Linked DNA regions of Mus musculus: all the other regions are linked to region 2. A link is a contact called in public HiChIP or PLAC-seq and capture Hi-C data. All regions are on one chromosome and are shown on one strand. Each heading gives the region's core, a stretch centred on a gene start, on an enhancer-like site or on the middle of the called end of the contact. The rest is flanking DNA. Distances are from core to core; before and after follow the strand shown.

Evidence for each region. HiChIP or PLAC-seq counts read pairs in DNA pulled down with a chosen protein or histone mark. Capture Hi-C pulls out chosen DNA fragments and counts their contacts.
Region 1: a contact with region 2 is called in an H3K27ac HiChIP or PLAC-seq map of embryonic stem cells, with 8 times the contacts expected there. The contact joins two enhancer-like sites. A contact is called at or near these places in 1 of 484 Hi-C or Micro-C datasets (cortical neurons) and 4 of 115 datasets of contacts at active chromatin or transcription factors (bone marrow-derived macrophages, embryonic forebrain, embryonic stem cells and 1 more).
Region 3: a capture Hi-C map of embryonic stem cells shows a contact between it and region 2, with 5 times the contacts expected there. The contact joins two enhancer-like sites. A contact is called at or near these places in 11 of 39 promoter capture datasets (the 3T3-L1 cell line, cranial neural crest, frontonasal cranial neural crest and 6 more), 1 of 484 Hi-C or Micro-C datasets (nephron progenitors), 8 of 115 datasets of contacts at active chromatin or transcription factors (bone marrow-derived macrophages, craniofacial prominence, embryonic basal ganglia and 2 more) and 1 of 9 other capture datasets (embryonic stem cells).

Annotation. Positions count from the first base shown.
Region 1 is chr9:31,147,040-31,149,739 of GRCm38.p6, forward strand. Aplp2 (amyloid beta (A4) precursor-like protein 2) reads right to left here. Exons shown (of 18, transcript NM_001357698.1): 18 at 2,518-2,700. Among named protein-coding and RNA genes, the nearest start is that of St14, 17 kb to the left of the region's middle. Within about 2 kb of position 1,307, at least 40 of the 459 cell types and tissues checked have an H3K27ac peak or open chromatin away from gene starts, as enhancers often do. A contact at or near this core is called in embryonic stem cells, where this site is marked.
Region 2 is chr9:30,448,652-30,451,351 of GRCm38.p6, forward strand. All of the region lies in intron 8 of Snx19 (sorting nexin 19), which reads left to right. Among named protein-coding and RNA genes, the nearest start is that of Snx19, 23 kb to the left of the region's middle. Within about 2 kb of position 1,435, at least 17 of the 459 cell types and tissues checked have an H3K27ac peak or open chromatin away from gene starts, as enhancers often do. A contact at or near this core is called in embryonic stem cells, where this site is marked.
Region 3 is chr9:31,009,974-31,012,673 of GRCm38.p6, forward strand. No RefSeq gene overlaps it. Among named protein-coding and RNA genes, the nearest start is that of Gm29724, 7.6 kb to the left of the region's middle. Within about 2 kb of position 1,343, at least 39 of the 459 cell types and tissues checked have an H3K27ac peak or open chromatin away from gene starts, as enhancers often do. A contact at or near this core is called in embryonic stem cells, where this site is marked.

The sequences.
Region 1 (2,700 bases), core at 57-2,556, 700 kb after region 2:
CCAGGACTCACACAAGGGCCGAAGGCTGGGCAAAGCGCATCCCCTTGTAATTCCAGCCCTGGGAGGTAAAGGGTTCCTGAGCTGATCTGCCTAGCCAAAGGGGGGAGCCAGGTTTAGTGAGGGACTAAGTGGACTGGGCTGGAGCAGTTATTTAGAGTACTTGCTTCCAAGAGATTGGGATTCAGTTCCTAACTGAATGATGGACAGCACACAAACTCTGTAACTCCAGCCCCTGGGTGTCTGATGTCCTCTGCAGACATATACAAATACAGCATACACACACACACACAAATTGTTTTTAAGGTGGAGAAAAAACTGAGGAAGACATTTAACATCAATTACGAGTTTCCATGTGTATGTGCACACACCCATCCATCCACATCCATAAACATACACACAAATACACACACATCCTGATACAGGGTCTCCTACGTAGTCCAAGTTGGTTCTGAACTATAAAAACCAGGCTGGCCTTCAGTAGTTGTCGTGCCCCAGCCTCCCCAGGACTGGCACTCCTGTAGGAGTGCACCGCTGTCACCCAATATTTGACTTTCAAATTGTTACCCAGATCTGGATATTCTTGGCCAGAAATCTAGAGACTTCCCAAGTCCTCTCTAATCTATTTCAAAGATTTTGGGGAAATGTAATTTACGCCTAATCTCTGGGCTGCTCGACAGAAGAACTGACTAATGACGTCTGTGACCAAGACCACAAAGGACAGAAAGACATGCCTATTTCATAGGCAAAGTGGCAAGAGACATCGGCCTCTTCATTTTATAAATAAAGGGAAATATTCCTTTTTGTCAGAACCAGACTCCGGCTGTGTCATGAGGTGGTGCAGGTGATGCGGGGGTCATGTTTCAGCTACAATCAAGATGCCCCTTTACTTCATTTTGCTCTGCCCTTGTCCTTGTCCTCTCCTAAGAATCTGACAGTATGTTTCTATGGATATGCCCCCTGGATCCTCTGGAATCTCAGAGACTTACTGCACTCTAACCCATGTCTTCAAAAATAAGAGTATCGATTGTCAAAGCAACGGAAACCACAGCAGGTCATCTACATAGCTGGGTCAGGCACAGATCTCAGCCACTGGGCTCGGATTTGCAACTGAGAGCGAACAGGCAGATAGGCCCTTCACTCTCAATAGCAGCCAGCACCTGAGGTTTACTGCAAGGTGGGCAGGGCCACATTCCCCAGAGGTCACAGCTTAGTCATCCAAGCAGAAACCAGGAGATGAGTAAGTTTCTTTCTGTGCCCATGAGGGAGCCGTCCTGCTTGGGTGAGGTCAAAGGGCAGTTCCCGCTTTACATTTCTGTGGGTGTTTCCTTACAAAATGTAATCACTATATGGCTACCATAAACACAACTACCTCTACAGTTTAAGGCGAAGTCAATTAAATGAGTCAACGCCTTGCTGAGTGCAAAGCAAACCCGTACAGGGAGAGACACACACAGGCCTGGCTGCAGGAATTCTTGTGTTCTGACCCAACCTCTACTGTAGCTAATCCACTGTGGGTCATGCACGGTCCTCTCACAAGCTCTCAACACCCAGAACACCACTGTCAACAGAGTGCTGGTGACAAGTTCTGAGAGCTGACCAGTTGGATAGACTTGGACTGGGGTTGGCTTGCAAAGATAGCCAAGCCACACAATACTTGAGAATCCGTGAACAGACAATAGACAAATAAACAAAGCTGTATTTTGAATTAGATAATGAATGGCAAAGTCATTTCCCAGGCCGCAATAGAGGGTCCAGTGGTACCTCTTTAAAGCCACTTCAAATATAAAGGTCTCTCTCTCTTTGTGACTCTCTTGGGCAGTAACCTGAGGGGACATCATAGAAGCAGCTGGGCAGTGTTGAATGTTAACAGAGAATCAGACTGCTGGCAGCATGTCCCCACCCTATGCTTACTGGCTTAGAAACTCATACGGTATGACCCCAGTAACTGCATGTTTCATAACATGTATCAACTCTTGTAGCATAGTATTTAAGACTGAGTGATAACAGTGCTCAGGCCCAAAGCCCTGGAAGCAGCTAAAAGCCCAAGTCGCTGAGCACAGGGACTTCTAGTGGCAAGTCACTTAAGCTCAGACGCCGCAGCGGCTATGGACAGCTTCCTGAAAATTCAGCCATAAGCTCTATTGACATTATTCTTAACAGTGGGAAGAAGTCTTGACTTAAATTTTGCAAAATGCCACAGGCAGGCTTTCCTTCATCTTTCTTTGCGCGTAAAATAGGGTCTTGCTACCCGCTCAATAGTGGCCGTCACCTCATCAGTCCTCCGTGTGAGCAACCCCTCCCCCACAGTGCTGAGATTATCCCACAACAGCCAGCAAGCCAGTCACTTTCTCCTTCTTTTTGGAATGAAAACGGAGCTCTTGATTCAACTTACTATGGCCACTGTAATACAGGCTAGTAACTCTTCACTGAAGGAAGATAGACACCCTTCATCCCCAAAAGCAGGCCTAGAACGCTCCATCAGCATAGATCGAAGCCATGGTCAGGAACACAAGGTGCTCAGGGGACGTTAAAGTGTTTATTGATGTAGTTAAGTTCTGTACATTCTCCACAGATCACACTAACAGGTTTGTAGGTGAAGTTTCAATCTGTGCATAGTGGGACGAGGCACGGCTAGGGCCAAGGGGGGAAGGAAGGGCAGGTGAGTCACAGAAAAGTACAAAAACCAAACCAAAACAAATA
Region 2 (2,700 bases), core at 185-2,684:
GCAATAGTAGCTCTGCCCCGTGATGATGATGCCTAAGCATTGCTCCATAATTCAGAAGCCACGCCATGGTGCCAGTGACATAAACAGGCCGAGTGTCTTTCATCTTTCACATTTCCCCTCCTCCCTGACCTGATGGGGCCTCAGCACACTGTTCTCTAGTCAGTCTCGTCAGAGATGGCCTTTTGAGTGGCTTCCATCCTTTAAGAGTTCAGTGCTGGAACTGATATATTGAGATCAGAACGAACAACAGGTCTGTGGTAATAATGAGCCGGACAGACATCTGAATTGAGAGAATTTTGTCGGTACTCTTTAGCCCATATTTAGGCCTTTTGGATCCCAAAGCCTTAAATATGCACGATGATAAGTCTGTGTAAAGTAGGTGGTAGGCCAGTGCTCTGCCACTGAGCCATACTCCATTCCGATCCTCACTCTGTCCTTAGCATTGCCATCAAGTGCCTTGCAGAGGAAGAAAGTGACAGTGGAGCAGTGAAGGAGCAGATGTGCACATCCAGGTACACGCTTCAGTCTCACTCCATGGGCATGCCAGCAGCACTGGAGCGCGGTTCTCAAGGAGTTAGGGCTCCTGTGTGGGAGCCTGGCTGTGTAGTGCAGCGTCAGCATTAGCCCCAACAGCCCTTCCTCTCCCCACTGTGGTTTTTCCCTTTCTAGTTGTATGTATTATTTCCCTCTGCTTTCTAACTATTGCTGATTCACACAGAGTTGCCACCATGCAAAAACCCTGGAGCTGCCACAATGCTGTCCTTAGAATCTCTCCTTGGTGTCAGGAAAGCCTTCGCCTTGAGAAGCTTTTCAAAGGCATCCTAAAGAGAGGAAAGCAGAAGCCATTAGATAACGCCCACGCAGGTGCTTCCCCAACCTGCTCTGCTCACGCTTCTTTCTCTCCTACTCCCAAATCAAACTCGGATTTTCCAGTTTCTTTCTCTTGGACATGTTTCTCCTGTTGATCTTTTGTCTGCAAGATTGATCTTTTCTAGCCTTCTGTAGCCATTTTCACACCCTGTCTTGAAGTCCTGCTACCTCTGCTTATTTAAACAGGATCCCAGGTAATTTTCTTCCAAATCTTGGCTGAGCACACTCTAACTCTGGTACTTCTTATACTGGTGACATTTGGAAGCAGGAACCCTCCTGATAAAGAGCTCATAATTAGGCAGCTCTCTTTCCTCTGCCTCCTTTCTTCTTTTCCTGGGGTGGTGGCTCCCCTCTCAGCCAAGAGGGGGGCACCCCTGTGAGTTAAAGTCACCAGGAACAGTAGGGGCCCTGGTTGTCAGGACAACTGCTAACTTTCTGCCTCTTCCTTCCTTTGTGTCTGGCCTTTCTTCCTGGTGCTAAGGGCTTCCCACCCCTCACCGCCCTTTCCCCTTGGCTGACTCAATCTTCTTCTGAATGGGTGGCCCTTTTAATTACTGGCCCACCTCGGCCACCTCCCTGCCTTTGCCCTCCACTGAAAGGCAGGCTCAGGATTACTACCTGGGGACTGTGAATGAGCCAGACCTGCAGTTCACAAAGGGGCCAAAGAGGGGGGATGAGACAGTGTGGGTCCTCTAGTCTCTGTAATGAAAGTGTCCTTGTTTAGTAAACAACAGTTATGCTCTGGGGAGAGTCTGCCATAGTTTTCATGTTACCCCTAACGTAACAGGCGTCTCTTCAATCTGGTTAGTTACTCTGCAGCAGTGCTTACTGTTTCTATCTTTGTTTCCCTGAGGCTGCCGGGAAGGAGGGAAACTGAGGCATGAAGCCTCACTGGCTTCTTCCTATTCTCTGGATCTGATAGGGTTGGTACAAGGGACGAGTGGGGTCACTTTCTCTGTCACACACACAAACACAGCATCTTCAAAAACATTTTTAGTTTTCATTTTTTCTCGTTTCATCTTGGTAACTTCGTGAAGAAGACAACATAGGAAGTCTCCTGTTTTAAAAGTCAGTCAGAGGTGCTTGAGGTTATGCTGTGGTTACTAACAAAGGGGAGGGCTTGACCATCTTCAGAGGCAGATTTGTATAATATATCTTCAAATTACAGTCTTAAAAGTGTCACAGTGTCCAGCTCTGGAACAAATATCTTCAGACCACCCTTTGCACTTAGTCTTATTTTTGCCAGAATCTACAAGTGTCTCCTTTCTGTGCCATACTTCTTAGAAAGGGAGCCAGCTTCTGCTGCTTGTCTGTGTCCCCACCACACCTCCTTCCAGCTACATTCTTTTCTTCTTTCTAATTTCAAAAACTGGGTTGGAAGCAGCTTGGTGTTGTTCCATCCATCAGAAACACTTCCTAAAACACATGGGGGACTTAGTCATCTAGACATCTCTCTCATGTTTGACTTTCAGTCCTTTCTGTCCTCAGGGCTTATTTGCCAAGAAAACCAACAGAACGAAGCATAGGCAGCTGGCAGCTGTCTCCCTTCCCCAGGATTTATAGCGTGTAGAAAGAAGCCATGGCTGGGCCATGAACCCTTGCCTTTCACCCCTTGGCCCTTCCAGCAGGATGCATAACTATGTGTAACTTGCCCATTGCATGGATTTTTCATAATAAATTCTTCATTCTAGATCAGCTAACTTATTACCAACATATTCCTGACAACAATCACCCTGTGGCTGGAGTTTTGGCAAACATTTTAATTTGATTGTTAGCTTTCAAAAAGTCCATTACTAGGAAAGTAAATCTAAGATGTATGGCCAAGCATTT
Region 3 (2,700 bases), core at 93-2,592, 560 kb after region 2:
TGAGTGAGCCACATGGAGCTGATGCAAAAAGCAACAGGAATTTATTGTTCCATTGCACTGGGGTCACCCCAGACCTGAAGGAGAGGCCATGACCCTCTGGTGCCCGGTCAGGAAATTTTTATATGGTTTCCAGGGGCCGAACAGAGCATCAGCAACTAGGCACAGTATGACTGGTGGAACAGTGCACCCTTTAAATTGATTGGTCTTTAGGGAATGTGATGGCAAAAATTTCCCTTGTCTGAAGGTCAGCAACAGTCCATCTGGCAGAATGAAGGTAGGTTCCCACCCTGTGGTCTGAGGAATGTTAATTAGCCTCTCCCTTCAGTACGGGCAATTGTTTTATGACCTTCCCAAAGTTCCTGAGCTAAGGGAAGGATCTGGGAGTAATACAGTCAAGAAAGGTTGATGGGAAAGACCCAGAAGCCTAGTGAGCAGTTAGATTTAGGTGATGGGAACACTTGGCTTTCTAGCTAATGGAGGAATAACTCACTGAAATGAGAAACTTAGAAGGAAATTGGGTCTAGTGTAGAGAGATAAGAGCTCTGGTAGAAGCACTCGGAAGGCAGAGGCAGAGGCAGGTGGATTTCTGAGTTCGAGGCCAGTCTGGTCTACAGGACAGCCAGGGCTATACAGAGAAACCCTGTCTTGAAAAACAAAAAACAAAACAAAAAACAAAAAAATAGTAGAATGTATTGACAGTGGTGGCGGGGTGTGGGGCATGAGGTGGGGCATGAGGTGGGAGGTGGGAGCAGATGGTTATTTGGGGTGGAGTTTGGGAAATGCATGGTATGCAGAGAGATTGGAAAGCCCACTGGACAGATAGGAGAAATAGCTTGAAGTTTAAGGGAATAAACATCTAAATGTAATATTCTATAATTAGAAATAAATATAATTCTTCCACCGGGTAATTTAAGCAAGAGAACAGCTCCTCTAAGTGACATCAAAATCAAACCATATGGGCCATTGCCCGCTCAGCTTTGCATATAATAAGCTGATGAGAATAAATCAACTGAAGCTAAGTGTGGACACGTTCCAACTGGTTTTCATCCTGAAGCAAAAAGATGTTTCCTCTGTGACAAACCAAAATCCTAAATTCTTTATATTTAAGATCAATCTTTTTGGAAATCTTGTTTACAGAAAAGAACTAAGAAACAAAAGCAATAAAGCAAGCACTGCTCTGTTCTACTCTTTTATCATGAGGGAACTCATTACCAATTTCCTATATCTTGCCCTCCACACCAGACTGAAATCCTTCCTATCCAGTCAGTCAGTTCTATCCTGATTCCTGAGGAACTGGATCGTACTCATGCTGGGTGTGGTGGCGGGTGCCTTTAATCCCAGTACTCAGGAGGCAGGTAGATCTCTGGGAGTCTGGACCAGTCTAACATACACAGTGAGTTCCAGGGTATCCAGTGCTACAAAGAGAGAGCCTGTCTCAAGTGAAAGGGGGTATGGGAGAGAAAGAATTCTTATGCATCAGATGTCAATACCTTCAATGTCACTGCTGTCTTGGGCTTTCTCCCATTCATCATTTGGAGACATTGACACTGTATTCACAGATACACTAATTCTGTAGCAGCCTAATTTAGTCAAGGTTCTCCAGGGAGACAGAACCCAAAGGATATACATGTAGCCAGAGAGATATTTATGTTAAAGAGTCAGCTCACATAAGTGTGGAGGCTGTCACGTCTAAAATCTGTTGGGCAGACCAGCAGGCAGGATTTCTGTGTTGCAGTCTTGGAGAGGAATTTCTTCCCCTTCAGGAAATGTGGTTTTATCCCTGGAGGCCTTCCTCCTAGTTAGCTTCAGCTGTCAACTTGACACTGTCCAGGGTTATCTGAGTCAGTCCCAGCTGAGGGATAGCCTGGATTCTACTGGCCTGTGAACACCACTGTGAGGCATTTTCTTGATTGCTAACTGATATAGAAAGGTCCACCCCATTGTGGGTGGATCCATCCCTAGGCAATGGATCCTGAACTGTACAAAAAAGGTCTGTCTCCTAGTGCTGGGTTATAGGTATAGCCATGCCAAGCTTTTCCTGTTTTAATCAACTATATAAATATAGGATCTGGTGAGATGGCCCAGTCAGTAAAATGTTTGTTTACAAGCACGAGGACCTGAATTTGGATCCTACATAAAAATCTGTATATGTCTGTAACTGTGGTGGTGGGGAAGAGCAAAGAAAGGCAGATCCCTGCATGTCCATGGCTAGCCAGCCAGCCTAGTCTATCTGTAAACAGGTTTAGTAAGAGACCCTGACTTAAAAAAAAAAAAAAAAAAGTGGAGGGCTCGGAGATAGCTAAGTGGGTCAGAGAACTTGTTTTTCAAACATGAAGATCCGAATTCAAATCTACTGCACCCATATAAAAGCTTGGCATGGCTGTGAGTACCTGAAACCCCAGCACTAGGGAACAGAGACAGGGGGATCCTGAGAGCTCACTGGTCAGACAACATGCGTTAGCAAGAGACTGTATCTCAGGCAAAATGTAGGGGACAGTAGAGGAAGATGCCCAGTGTCCTCTACATTCATGCATAGAGATACATGTTTCCACACAGTCACAAGCAAGTACCACACACACACACACACACACACACACACACACACACACACACACATACACCAGAACATTAATTAAGGTAGAGAACAGAGGAAGGCACCTGATATTAACCTCCAGCTTACAGCCACATCCACACACACGT